Linked DNA regions of Mus musculus: region 2 is linked to region 1. Evidence: chromatin contacts called from public HiChIP or PLAC-seq data. All regions are on one chromosome and are shown on one strand. The core of a region is the stretch at or near the end of the contact, and the rest is flanking DNA. Distances in the headings are between cores, read along the strand shown.

Region 1 (6,136 bases), core at 3,021-5,520:
CCAGTGGCCATAGCCAGGCCCACTCCCTGAATGCTTGTTCCATGTAGCCCAGAGGAGCATATGGGAGGCTTAGGGGAGCACAGACCTCAAGGCAGAAGGCAGCCTGGCTACCTCCTACTCCCAGGATAGGCTCAGTGTCCAGTGCTCTCAGAAAGCACTGTGGAGCACGGGAAGGCAGGGCCGTGGAAGTGGCCTAGCTTCCAGAACTGTAATGTGTCTCAGGTGTTATTGTTACTTGTGAAAGTTTTCAGTACTCTCTATGAGGAAAACCTCCAATTTTGGGAGAGGTAAGGATGTCAATGTTGGGACATGTTGATCTTGTTGTAAGACAAGAGTACAGGAACACACAATCTTCGTGTGGAACCTGGGTGGAAGCTGTCCCTACCCATGCTGTCTGCTGAGCAGTTAAACTACAGAAAGACCCTGGATGAAATAAAAGAAGTAATGCTGAACTCATTGGGACACAACTAAATAGACTGCTGAGTTTTAATTCCCAAGTATGAAGAAGGTGCCTGTGTGCTTCCTTTCCTATCTATGGTGGGACCTAAAGGTTGTTTTTAAATGGTGCGTTTAGGGTCCTTTATTTATTTAGTGGAGTTTTGTATGAATTCACAGCCTATCTATTAGGCAAGCCTTCTACCTTGAGATATATTTCCAGCACCCGGGGAATTATTCTAAAATGAAAATGTAAAGTGCTGCTTCCTGCTTCTACCGTGGACGATACTGGAAGGAGGGCGTTTGTGTCTGAGACGCTCGTCTGACAGGCTTCTGTGGGGTTCTGAGACTGGCTTTGGTGATTATAGAAAATAAAAAGAAGCCTAAAGCAATTCTGCTTGATGTTCTTACCTTACACACCTCTAGTTTAGGTTTCCTTCTGGATCATTCTATGGAAATGGTTCTCCCAACCTTCCCTTTGGATTGGCAGTCCCGCCTCAGAGCCTATTCCTTATACAGCTGTAGGGGTAGACAGTCCTACCTCACTGTTCCAGAACTAAAGACAAAGGGCAGCAGATGTGGACAGATAAGTTTGAAGGGTACCAAGCCATTGGTGCCCCTATTATCCAAGCATTTGACCTTTCTCTGACAAACTAATGCTGGCTTGCCTCTGACATAACTGGGAATACTAATGGCTTAACTCTCTTAGTTTTTACAGTATCAGGTCAGGAGAGGTGTTAACAATCTCTTAAGTATATACCCAATGTTTTCAGGACAGAAAAAGAAGTGTGAGGGACACATAAAAATCACTGAAATTAAGATGAGACTTATAAAGAAACCCTTCAATTGGGTCTTGAGGGGGGCCACATAAAATTCAGCACAGCTAAGTTAAATTCTGGGGTGCATCTGCTGTTTTTCTCTTTTTAAATACATGCCATCAAGAATCCAGAGGAGCCCAGACTGCGATGGGAGAGCATGCATAGTGACAAGGTTGTGATTAGAAAGTTCTCCCATCAGAAACGCACACAGAACCCCTGCCCAGGATTTCTCCTGCTCCTCCCTAAGGAGCTCATCATGGCTTTGGGCTAGAAAGTCACAAAACATTGAGTTAAACGGCCTGTGCACACCTGAAAGTCTTTGGCATGGCTTTTCCTGGGTGTTGAATGAAGGACTTAGGTGGTCAGAGGAGAAGGAGGGCTTGTTCATTAGGGTCAAGGCCAAGGAGCATGTGATTAGCTATAAGATTTGAGAGTATGTGTGAAGGGACAATAGACTTTTGAGTGTTGTCTGTAGGAATGTGTGTGATAGCGTGTGTAAGAGGGCATGTTGGGGGAGTGAATTTGTATATGATGTGTGTTTGAGGTCATGGGTGATAGTGTATGCCCGAGTGACAGAGCATCTGTGTATGCCCCCAGCCCGCCCAGTCCTACAAGCCCCACCTCCCAGAGACCATCTGCTTTCAATTAGCAGCATCCCATTTGGGAACAGAAACAGCAGGCTCCTCTTGGGGTGGCTTCTGAGAACCGGGTGGGCCAGCCTGGCTACCTTAGTTCTGTTCCACGGGGGCCGAGGCTGCCCTGGCCAGTATGCTCTCACAGGATAGAAAGCACCAGAAAAGGCTGCCCCTGCGCCAGCCCTAGTCCTCCCCCAGATCATAAACCTGCCTGTGAAGACATTCAGAAACAGCTCACTCCCAGTTCTTGCATGTGCAAAGATTGGAATGCCACTCGCTTAAGTTTTATTTTATTTTGCTTGGAAGGGGCGTGAAGGGGAGAAGAGTCCTGACCTAATTTGTTCTAGGCCAAAACACTATTTCATGCAAGACTGTATACCTGCAGGCAGATCCTTGCTTGCTCCAGGGAGGGGTTCTGTCCACTTATGTATCACCTGTAGCTACACAGTCCACAGCTCAGGAACACGGGTCCATATAATTCTAGCACATAAACGAGAAACTCAGTGGCACTGGAGCCTCCGTTCTAAGTCTCTTTCTCATAACTTCTAACTAGTATTGATGAGTCTGAAGGATCAGCATGATGTCTGGTGTACATTAGGATGTAAGCAGACTGAACTGACGAGTCAAAATTCAGTTTAAAAAGCGACCTAGTACTGAAGGTTAGATGTTGGAAGTAAATATTGTGTGAAAGACTCTAGCACATAGAAGAGGCATTGGGGGCTTTTGGGCTTTCACATACAATGTTCCAGCAATATTTACTTACCATCAAAGTTTCTTTTAGCCCATGTTTCATGAGCCTTTTCTGAGAGGGTGAAAGCTAGGTGGTTCTAATTAAACTCAGCAGAGACAAGACCGGATAGGAATGTTTCAGTTCAGCAGGGGATAGGTGTGTCCTAAGGCAGAGACTTAGCTGGGTGCTCTGCCAGCTTAGGTTAGGGTCTTTTCAACAGGGGCTCTCCCAAAGGAACTAAGGACTGTTCCATCCCCAGCTGTGGGTGTGGGTGTGGTCTGGGGCCATAAACTGCCTACATTATAACCTGGAGAAAACATACACAGCAAACTCTGTTAGTGCTGGTTTATAGAAAGATTATTTAATAAGAAAAGAGAAAAACAATCTCAAGACTCCAAAATATAAGTTGTCTAGTGACATAATTTCAAGTAAAATGAGTATGTGATTCAAACTTCTTGATTTCCTGAAACCAGTCAGAGGAGGAGACTTTGACAAAAGCAATGCGGCCTTAGCTCTGGTGTGTCCTGTCCCAGGCTCTACAAACCTCTGTGGCCCAGCTCTGGATACAGGGACAGCACAGGAGGTCGAGGGTCCATGGTTGGCAGGAGTTACTGGACTCTGGTTCCCTGGCTCTGCACTGTCACCATGCCCCTCGAGTCTCTGCAGAGGGGCTCAAGCGTTGGGGTTGGTCCTCATGAGCTCCACGTCGGCCTGCACCATCTCCCTCACCAGCTCCTGCAACCCAAGATTCAGGGTGGACCGTAAGGGCGGAGTTTCTGCCACCCTCTCCTATAACACCTCCTCACAGGGCCCTGAAAGGTCTCCTGTTTGACAACAGCCCGCCAGCAAGAGCTCACAGCTAGCAGCTCTGAGAATATGCACTGGAGACAAAACTTACGTCAAAGGCAACGCGGGGCTTCCAGTTTAGCTTCTGCTGAGCCTTGGAGCAGTCTCCCTGCAGAAAGTCCTGTGGAGAGATGGCAGATGAGCTGTGCATGCATGGGCTTGTCATACCCCTTGCCCAATCTGTCTCATCAGGTACTTACCATCGGGTCAGCTAGGACCTTGCAAGTAAGCATCTCCAACTGCCCACATTCCCTGCCCCACCTTGTCCTAGTGACTCCGATGGCTCTTTCTCTTTCTTTCTTTCTTTCTTTCTTTCTTTCTTTCTTTCTTTCTTTCTTTCTTTCTTTCTTTCTCTTTCTTTCCTTCCTTCCTTCCTTCCTTCCTTCCTTCCTTCCTTCCTTCCTTCCTTCCTTCCTTCCTTCTTTCTTTCTTTCTTTCTTTCTTTCTTTCTTTCTTTCTTTCTTTCTTTCTTTCTTTCTTAGATATTAAGTTGTCAGGAGAACTGCTGTAAGAACTGTTAAGTTACTGCACTTCTCGGCAAGGCCACGGGTAAATCATGCCGGCAGGGGAGTTCCACTGCAGAACAGTAATTCCAGATCCTCGACCGGCAGAACCCTGACTCATCTGCTAGGTCCCTAGAAACTACACTTCCTCAGGCCCCACTACCTACCATCAGTTCTATAGCCTTTGCCCTGTCCCTGGCGCCTGGCCGCCTGGATTCGTAGTAGCGGATCGGATCCCTACCTCCAGTCTCCAGCTTTTGGGACAGCCCAGGCGGGCAGGCAGTTGCAGGCGATCGATCGGCACCACCACAGCGTGGTCAGCCTAGAGAGCAGAGCTTACAGTAGCAGGGGCTGAGCCCTGGCTCTGCTAGGGTAGAGACAGCTCTCTCTGCCAGTCAGCAGGGAACCCACAAGCTCCTAAACCGAAACCTCCTTTTCGCAGCCACACTAAAGGGTCTGTTCTACTCTTATCTTTCTTCCTTAGAATATGGGGATTTTTTTTCTCGACTCATGGGACAAACTTGCAAATCTCAGTTTGAAACTCTGCATTAGAGGCCATGTACCCCTGTCGGTCTAGACCCTTTCTCTAGCTTTTCACCTCTCTCTGCCTGCTATTTACAGGTCCACTTTCAGAGAAGAGTGCTGACAACCACTGACACGGCCCAGGAGTGGGCCTTAACATACAGCACAGAGCCAAGCCTAATCGGCTTGCTCGGCTCTGACTTTACCGGGGGAAACACATGTGGATTCAGGCTTCCTGGAGAATTCTAGCAAGAGAAGTTCACAATTATTCATTTAAGAGGTTTCCTTGGAAAGAAGACTGGCAACAAACAAGAAACAGAAGAGAAGAAAATCCTCTATCTTGGCCCTCACTCACAGTTCTTTATTGCAGGTCTCAAGACTAGTGGGAATTTCAAGATAAGATGAAAGGGAAGAGAGGAAAGGAAGAAAAAAGCAGGGAACTCCAGTTAGGTCTATTCGTATGAGGATACCATATGAATATGCCAAGACTCAAAATAACCAGGGACTGGGCAGGAAGGGAGGGGGGAGGTGATCTTTATAGTGATAAGTATTACATTAAGGCACTTTATTTTAGCAGTACACTATTGGACAAGTGAACCATCCCTCTGAGTGACAGCCACCGATAATCGTAACCATGCTGCAGTAAAAGGCTTCTCCTGCTCTCAGTCTCCTGAACTCGGCAGGCAAAGGCATTTTATTCTGGATTTCAGATGGGTAGGCTGGGGTTAGGTATAAGCTATCTGTGTGTGCACACAATGTGCTCACCTGGGCCTTCCAAGCAGAGGCGGTCTGGATTCCCTTTCCCAGCCTGACTCTTACTCAAGCAGAGGACATTCAGGGACTCTCCTTCTCAATCATCCAGCATTGCTTTTTAGGCTTGAATAAATCAAATTCCCAAAGGCTTTGCATTTCACAATATGCTGAAGTACCCACTTCCTCCCCAGAGTGTTCACCAGAGTGAAGCAAGTTATTTCTGCAGGCCTAAAAGCCCATTTCCAGACTCCCCAGGAAAGGTAGGATACCAGAATTAGTAATTTGCGTTTATAGCACAGTGCTACCTGGAGCTGCCAGTGTAGGTGAAAAAAACAAACCAAGTAATTTATTTCTCTTTTCTCTCCCTAAATAAACTTGAATATCCTTTTACAATGCTGCTTTTTTAGTGTAAAAGTCACACAAAGATATTCCTTCTTTTTCCCCAGAGGAAGGAAGCTGTGTAGCTTGGAGTCCTGGAGCAATGTCCTCCAGCCCCTCCCTGGCTCCCTCCTACAGCAGCTTCAGGAGAACACGGTTATGTAGAATCACATAGCAGGGCTGTAAATTAACCAACTCAGCATGGATGCAATTCATGGCTGTGAACATACAGCTAAAAGAGCCTTAAAACCCTGTCTGGTTTCAAATGATCTCAGTAGGCTTGGGAAAGGGAAGGTTGTATTGTAATTATGTTTCCTGTATTTTTCTACAAGTAGCTCATAATATAAAAACAACCAGGCAACTACAATTAAGGAAAAAGAAAAATGGTTTTCAAAAGCTTAGCAACAGACACTACTAACATATACTGTAAAAGTATTTCATTGAAACCAGAGACAGGCCCAGCTAAACTGCACAATTCAGTTTTGAGCTCAGCTCTTAAGACTGAAGCTTCCTCAG
Region 2 (6,030 bases), core at 3,240-5,739, 160 kb after region 1:
AAAAACAAACAGACAAAAAAAAAAAAAAAAAAAACAACCCAAAATTAAGAAAAACAAAAAGCCAAAACAACAAACAAAAACCCCAAACAAACAACAAGAAACAAGATCAAAATCCAAAATCCAAACAACTACAAGATAAATCTATTGTACTAAAAGGCAGATTTTTCTTCTTTTTTTCTTTCCTTTTTTGGTTTTGGAGGTTCTAGGGATCAAATACAGGACACTGACTCCAAAGAGAAAGCTTAAAAAATTAAAATATGAGAGGCTTCTCAGGAGGTAGACTGCTGAAGAGAAACTCTTGGATATAAGGCTCTATCCTGTGACTGGTACCCTCTGTCACTTATTCTAGAGAACACAGAATAAAATGGAATTAGGCTCAGGCCTCTTTTTGATGAGATCTTGACTAAGACAGACATGGGGCAGCTGGGCGATCTTGCACTATATATAACACTGACTGATTTTATTCTTTGACTTGCTACAAATACACCTTTGCAGATGTCGGCAATGAACCAACACCACTTTAAAGTGAAATCCTCTTTGAACATTGCTATGCAGAAGAGATTGGGCACTCAGGGTGGCAAGGCAGTAGAAGAACATTACTATTCAAAAAGCAGTAAGAGAGAAAAGGTTTCCATAGTATGTTTGGTATGAAAATACTCTGTATTTTATCAATAATTTCTCTCTTAAAAAGAAAAAGAAAGGCACAAAGGATGACTTTGCAGTTTCAATGGGAATATGCTAGATAAAAGTTGCAGTGGCATCTCTTAAGTCCTAAAACATCGCCCTTTGTTTCCTAGCAGGGAGCTATATTAGACAAGAAGGATTAAGGATATAATTCATGAAGCTCCTTGCTTGGCTATAACAAATCCAGATGGTTTATAATTGAAAAATAAGATTGACTGATGTTTTTATTTGTACTCTTAATAAATCTTGAGCATGAAATTAAAAAGAAAGAAACCCAGAACTAGACTTAGTGAGCTAAGAAAAATGCTGACAAGTAGTAAGAGAAAATACTTTTATCAGATGAGTCATAAGTTACATATGAGTGGATACCATTATGCTATCCACCATGTACAGTTTTCTTCCTGAACAACAGCACAAGAAAGCTATGCTAAGATACACTATAGACAACAACTTATCCTGGAAAAGTGGATTTTTAAGACAATGTCTTGGTATTGTTATAGAGCAGCTTTTAAAATTGTAGACCGTGACTCCATGAGCAGTTGTGTGATGAATGTGGAGGTCAGAAAGTTTTAAGCAATATCAGAAAATTTCTGAACACCCAACAAGCAATATCAAATTAACCCAAGAATCAAATGTGCAGTGAATCCCAGGTGTCTCTGGCGATGCTCACTGGGGATGCGTTATGCAGCTCCTCCGGAGCAGTTGGCACTCTGCACGCCATCATGCCACTCAGTGCCAATGAGCACTTCCTGGGATGGCTCAGCTCAGATTTGTACTCTTTATAGAAACGCTTCACGAAAATCAAAGGTCTGTATTATTCTCTTACTCTCATTCTTCAGATTAAAGTCTGAAGTCAGCACACCTTTAGTCTGTACTGTTAGAATGTTTAACTTACTGATTTGACTTTTATAAAAAGTTGTTCCATAAGTTTGGCTTGGGATTATGACAAAATTTCAAGTAACTTCTGAAACACTCTCAAATATATTTCTGACATTTAATAATATGGCTTTATAGGAAGTAGTACTTTCATTATAGTCCTGATCATTATAAAATCAGAATACTAATCAACTCTGAAGAGCATGGACGATACTGGGTCCTACAGTGTCAAATATTTAGCCAAAATTTACTTCTTGTTCTTGTTGTTGTTGTTGTTTTGTTTTTCAAGACAGGGTTTCTCTGTGTAATTCTGAAATTGTAGATTGTGGTTGTCCTGTATGTACTTTGTAGACCAGGCTGGCCTTGAACTCACAGATCCACCTGTCTCTGCTGAGCACTAGGATAAAACTCATGTGCCACCAAGGCCAGATTCAAGATTTAATTCTTTATGTAAAATATATCTCACATCTGTGTCAGTATTATGCAAATTTGAACTTTAATATATAGTAAAAGTATATGTATACCAAGAAACCATTTTAAAATTAATTTCTATATGAATTAATATCAATATCTGATTTGTGTACTTATTTTATATTCCTATATAACAGGGACCATAAGTATGTTCCTTGGGCAAGAAGAGATCACATTTAGAAAAGCATAAGAAACCATGATCTAGAAGAACTGGTCAGTGAGATCATACAACAATGAACCAATTTATTTGCTCAGATTATATTTTGCTAGAACAGAGAAACCCTAAAATCTCTTCTTTAACATTGCACTGTCTAATAGAGATCCTATATATGTGACATTAGTGTTAGTGACATTTCTGTAAAAAAAGAAAAGAAAGAAGTGGGTGAGATGAGTTCAATGTTATTTAAACTAATATGTCTAAAATATTTTCATTTCAATTTGTAATTCATGTAATTGTAAGATATTTTTGGTTGTCTTTGCAGTCCAATCCAATGTGTATTTTACATGTCATCGGACTGTGTCAGACTGACCTTATTTCAATGTTCAACAGTCATAGGGGGCTATAGTTACAGAAATGGAGCTGGAAGGCAATCTCACAATGGATTCTCCATTTTTGATCTTAGTTCAGGTTGGAGTTACAGATGACTGTAAGCAACCATGTGGGTGCCAGGAACCAAACCCAAGTTCTCTGCAAGAGCAGCAACTACCAAGCCATAGATACTTAAAGAGTGTGCAGAGTCAGAGGCCAGGCTCCTTTCAACCTGTGACTTTTCATATCCCTAGGGTCTCAGAGACTTCCATTTCCAGTCAATGAACAGGAAATAAGAGAGAGAATAAAGACTAAAAGTGACCAATAGCATTCTGTTCTAAATATGCACCAGAAAATACTTCTGAGGAAACACAACAAAGGAACATAGGTCTTAGAAAGTAGAGCCCATAATAGCTACTCTTGTTATCACTTGACACATCTGGGAAGACTGACCCTCAACTGAAGATCTGCTTCCAACAAGACTGTCCTGTGAGCATTTCAGACTGTCCTGAAAGCATGTCAAACTGTTCTGAGAGCACGTTTTGGGGTATTTTCTTGATTGTTAATTGATATTGGAGGGCCCAGACCACTATGAGCCATCTCATCCCTAGGCAGGTGAACCTATGCTTTAATTATGAAAGGTAGCAGAATGTGGTTCAGGGGTAAGCCTGGAAGTACCTTTCCTCCATAGTTCCTGCTGATGTTCCTACTTGAGTTCCTACCCTGACTCTTTCAATGATGGATTGTGAGCTGGAAGTGTGATGAAACAAACCATTTCCATCCCAAGACAGGAGGCCTGAAAGCCATACATCCTTCACAGAATGATGGTATTTTAGTAGAAAACCAAAATGTTCAACAATGTAGTAAAACTAAAGTTCACCTTAGTTTACCAATGTTAAAGTCACAGTCATTATAAAGTCAGATACTGCTATCTGGAAGAATGAAAGTGGCAATGTTCACCACATCAGGAGGTCAACAAGCATAGTGTAGACAGATTGCAGGAGGGCAAGTCCACTGTGGGCCAATACCTCTGAGAAATCTGGGCCAAAAGGCTAGGGTAAGAACAGGGCTTCATCTCTGGGAATGGCTTGCCCAATTACATGCCCATGCTAGGGGGTCACACTGGCAAAGTTTCCTGGGCAGTAGGACCTTAGCATCCCAGGCTCATGAGCCACCTATTGGGATGATCAACCTCAACTCTGACCTTTACCTCTGGACAAGTGTTCTATACCCAGGTATTGCCTAGGTTTGAGCTTCCTATGGACTGAGATCAGCAGGAGGTCAAAATGGCACTCACAAACCCTGTTTTCTGGTTCTATTGTGACAGCAGGACTGACATTCCAAATGAGACATTACACTGTGGAATTATTACAATCAGGACACTATGTCAATAATTTGTGCATCTATTATTTTTAATAATCTAAAAATAATTTTACTGTAAACTAATAAGGCAAGAATGACTATTGAGTCTCCAGAAAAAGAGATCTAATCAAGGGGTAGGCCACCTGCAGTCCCCCTCACTCCACTACTCACTCACAGTGACGGATCCACTAGCAAATACAATCCTGCAGTTACTCATGACTCTACACTCACTTGGGCAAAACAAAATGGAAGTTTCCCACTTAATAAAAACAAAAGGCTAATAGACTTGAACATTTACTGCATTTTTGGGGGCATGCCTTAGTCTCCCCTGGCCAAGTTGCCATCATATAAATCAGACCCTTAAATTATCATTGTTATAGTAGCAATAAAAATAATAATAAAAGTACTGTGAGGTCAGAAAATGTCAAGAACAGACAGAAAAATGGGAAAGGCATAAAACAAAGTAGCAAAGAGCAGTGAGGCTTGTGAGAGCTCAGGTACTGTACCTCCATGGGGACTCAGCAGGAGGGAGCCACCACTGCTGTTTTATTTAATGAGCCTCCATGTAAATCCCAGCTGCTAACCATGCGATAAGTCCATCCTGGAGCATGAGAGGCCCCTTCTCATTGCTACTCTGACCTGGCTGCATAAATGGGAAGTTCTCTTAAAATAAGGGGGAAAAACAGGCTTTAGAATAGTCATCTGGCTTTAAGTTGCCTGCTTTTTTTTGAACAACAATTAACATGTAAAGTCTCTAGCTACAGATGTATGAAAATGGAAGAACAAACCCTAGACACTGAACATTCTTAATTGGGGGATGGGAGTCCAAAGATACATTCCTAGATACCAAAGAGAGAATTTAGACCTATAACAGAAATAAATAAAACCCAAAACTGTTCCAACTGATTGAGTAGAGGAAAGAGAATGTTACTAGAAATGTCTTTCTTGTGGTAACCAAGCTTATAGCCCCCTTTACTTACGGTCTTGGTGGCTCCATGGTTTTGAAAGCAGAACATTATGGAGGATTGAAATGCAGATACTTATGGGTCAGTGACAGTTAGTACAGAGGAGGAGGAAACACTGACCTGGGGGCAGAGGCTCAGTTCTGACCCACACTCTCCATCTACCCTTGTCAGAATGCTTACTTACTCTCCCTCCTAGAAACTAGGGAAGAGGCCAAATGATGATGATGATGTCAACAAGAACAACAACAGTAATTCTTCCTTTTTTGAGACAGAATTTTGTCATTTTCAAGGAAGCTTCCAGCATGTGGGTGTTTTGGGCATGGACTGAAAAAACTCAGCATTATAGGAACTCTTAAATTATGTTTTACAAATTAGCAGAGAGGGATTTATAGAGGTGGAGGAACCCATGCAAACCAATGCAGACCAATGCTAGAGCTTGTGCTCACACTTAGTTGTTTGGATATAGCACCTAAATTTTTTATCACCATTTGACTGTCTACCTGTTTGAAAAGAGACAATTTTATCAGCCATATTTTCTATGAAGTTACCAAAACAAAGTACTTAAAATTTCAATACTAGTTATAGCTAAGATTAAATCTGAGTTTTGGGGTATATTCACAGATAGCATGGAATTTATAGCATAGTGTGGTTTTAAGTGAATTTTCATCTATGCACAACAGTCCAAGCAGAGGTCCTACTGCTGCTCCCCTTTCACCTCTTGAGGCAGGATGAATACCACCCCCTTCAACTGCTCTGCACTTTAGTCTCAAACTAAAGAGAATGCTATTTCACATGGCTAAAGGCCATTGTCCAAGTCAGGAAAGGTTTTGAGTAGGAGAGATGAACCTTTTCTCAGAAGGCCTGCTATCTCCCAGAGCTGTAAGGAAGTTGGGAGGATCACTGGGGCAGAAAAGGCGAAGTGATTACTGGAGCAGAGGGTGAAGGATGTACCATGAAGGATGCTGGAAAAGACAAGGAAACTTCAGCACTGCTTCAGAACTTGGTGTAAGCTTTCACACCAATCTCAATGGCAAGCTGACCAGTTTGTCTGTGTGTAAGGATGGGTACTGATTCTGGTGATGCTAGGGATCAAACCCTGAACATAATGTGGTAGGCATGTATTCTACTACTGGGCCGTATTTC

The links. HiChIP or PLAC-seq counts read pairs in DNA pulled down with a chosen protein or histone mark.
Region 2: an H3K4me3 HiChIP or PLAC-seq map of embryonic limb bud shows a contact between it and region 1, with 5 times the contacts expected there. The contact joins two enhancer-like sites. A contact is called at or near these places in 2 of 484 Hi-C or Micro-C datasets (cochlea and neural progenitor cells) and 3 of 115 datasets of contacts at active chromatin or transcription factors (craniofacial prominence, embryonic hindbrain and embryonic limb bud).

The regions. Positions count from the first base shown.
Region 1 is chr13:31,816,626-31,822,761 of GRCm38.p6, forward strand. It overlaps Gmds (GDP-mannose 4, 6-dehydratase), which reads right to left. Exons shown (of 11, transcript NM_146041.2): 10 at 3,517-3,585; 11 at 2,961-3,353. The coding sequence ends at 3,291. Among named protein-coding and RNA genes, the nearest start is that of Foxc1, 13 kb to the left of the region's middle. Within about 2 kb of position 4,271, at least 118 of the 459 cell types and tissues checked have an H3K27ac peak or open chromatin away from gene starts, as enhancers often do. A contact at or near this core is called in embryonic limb bud, where this site is marked.
Region 2 is chr13:31,976,937-31,982,966 of GRCm38.p6, forward strand. The region is part of intron 7 of Gmds (GDP-mannose 4, 6-dehydratase); the gene reads right to left. The region is part of intron 3 of Gm35732 (a long non-coding RNA gene); the gene reads left to right. Among named protein-coding and RNA genes, the nearest start is that of Gm35732, 10 kb to the left of the region's middle. Within about 2 kb of position 4,490, at least 2 of the 459 cell types and tissues checked have an H3K27ac peak or open chromatin away from gene starts, as enhancers often do. A contact at or near this core is called in embryonic limb bud, where this site is marked.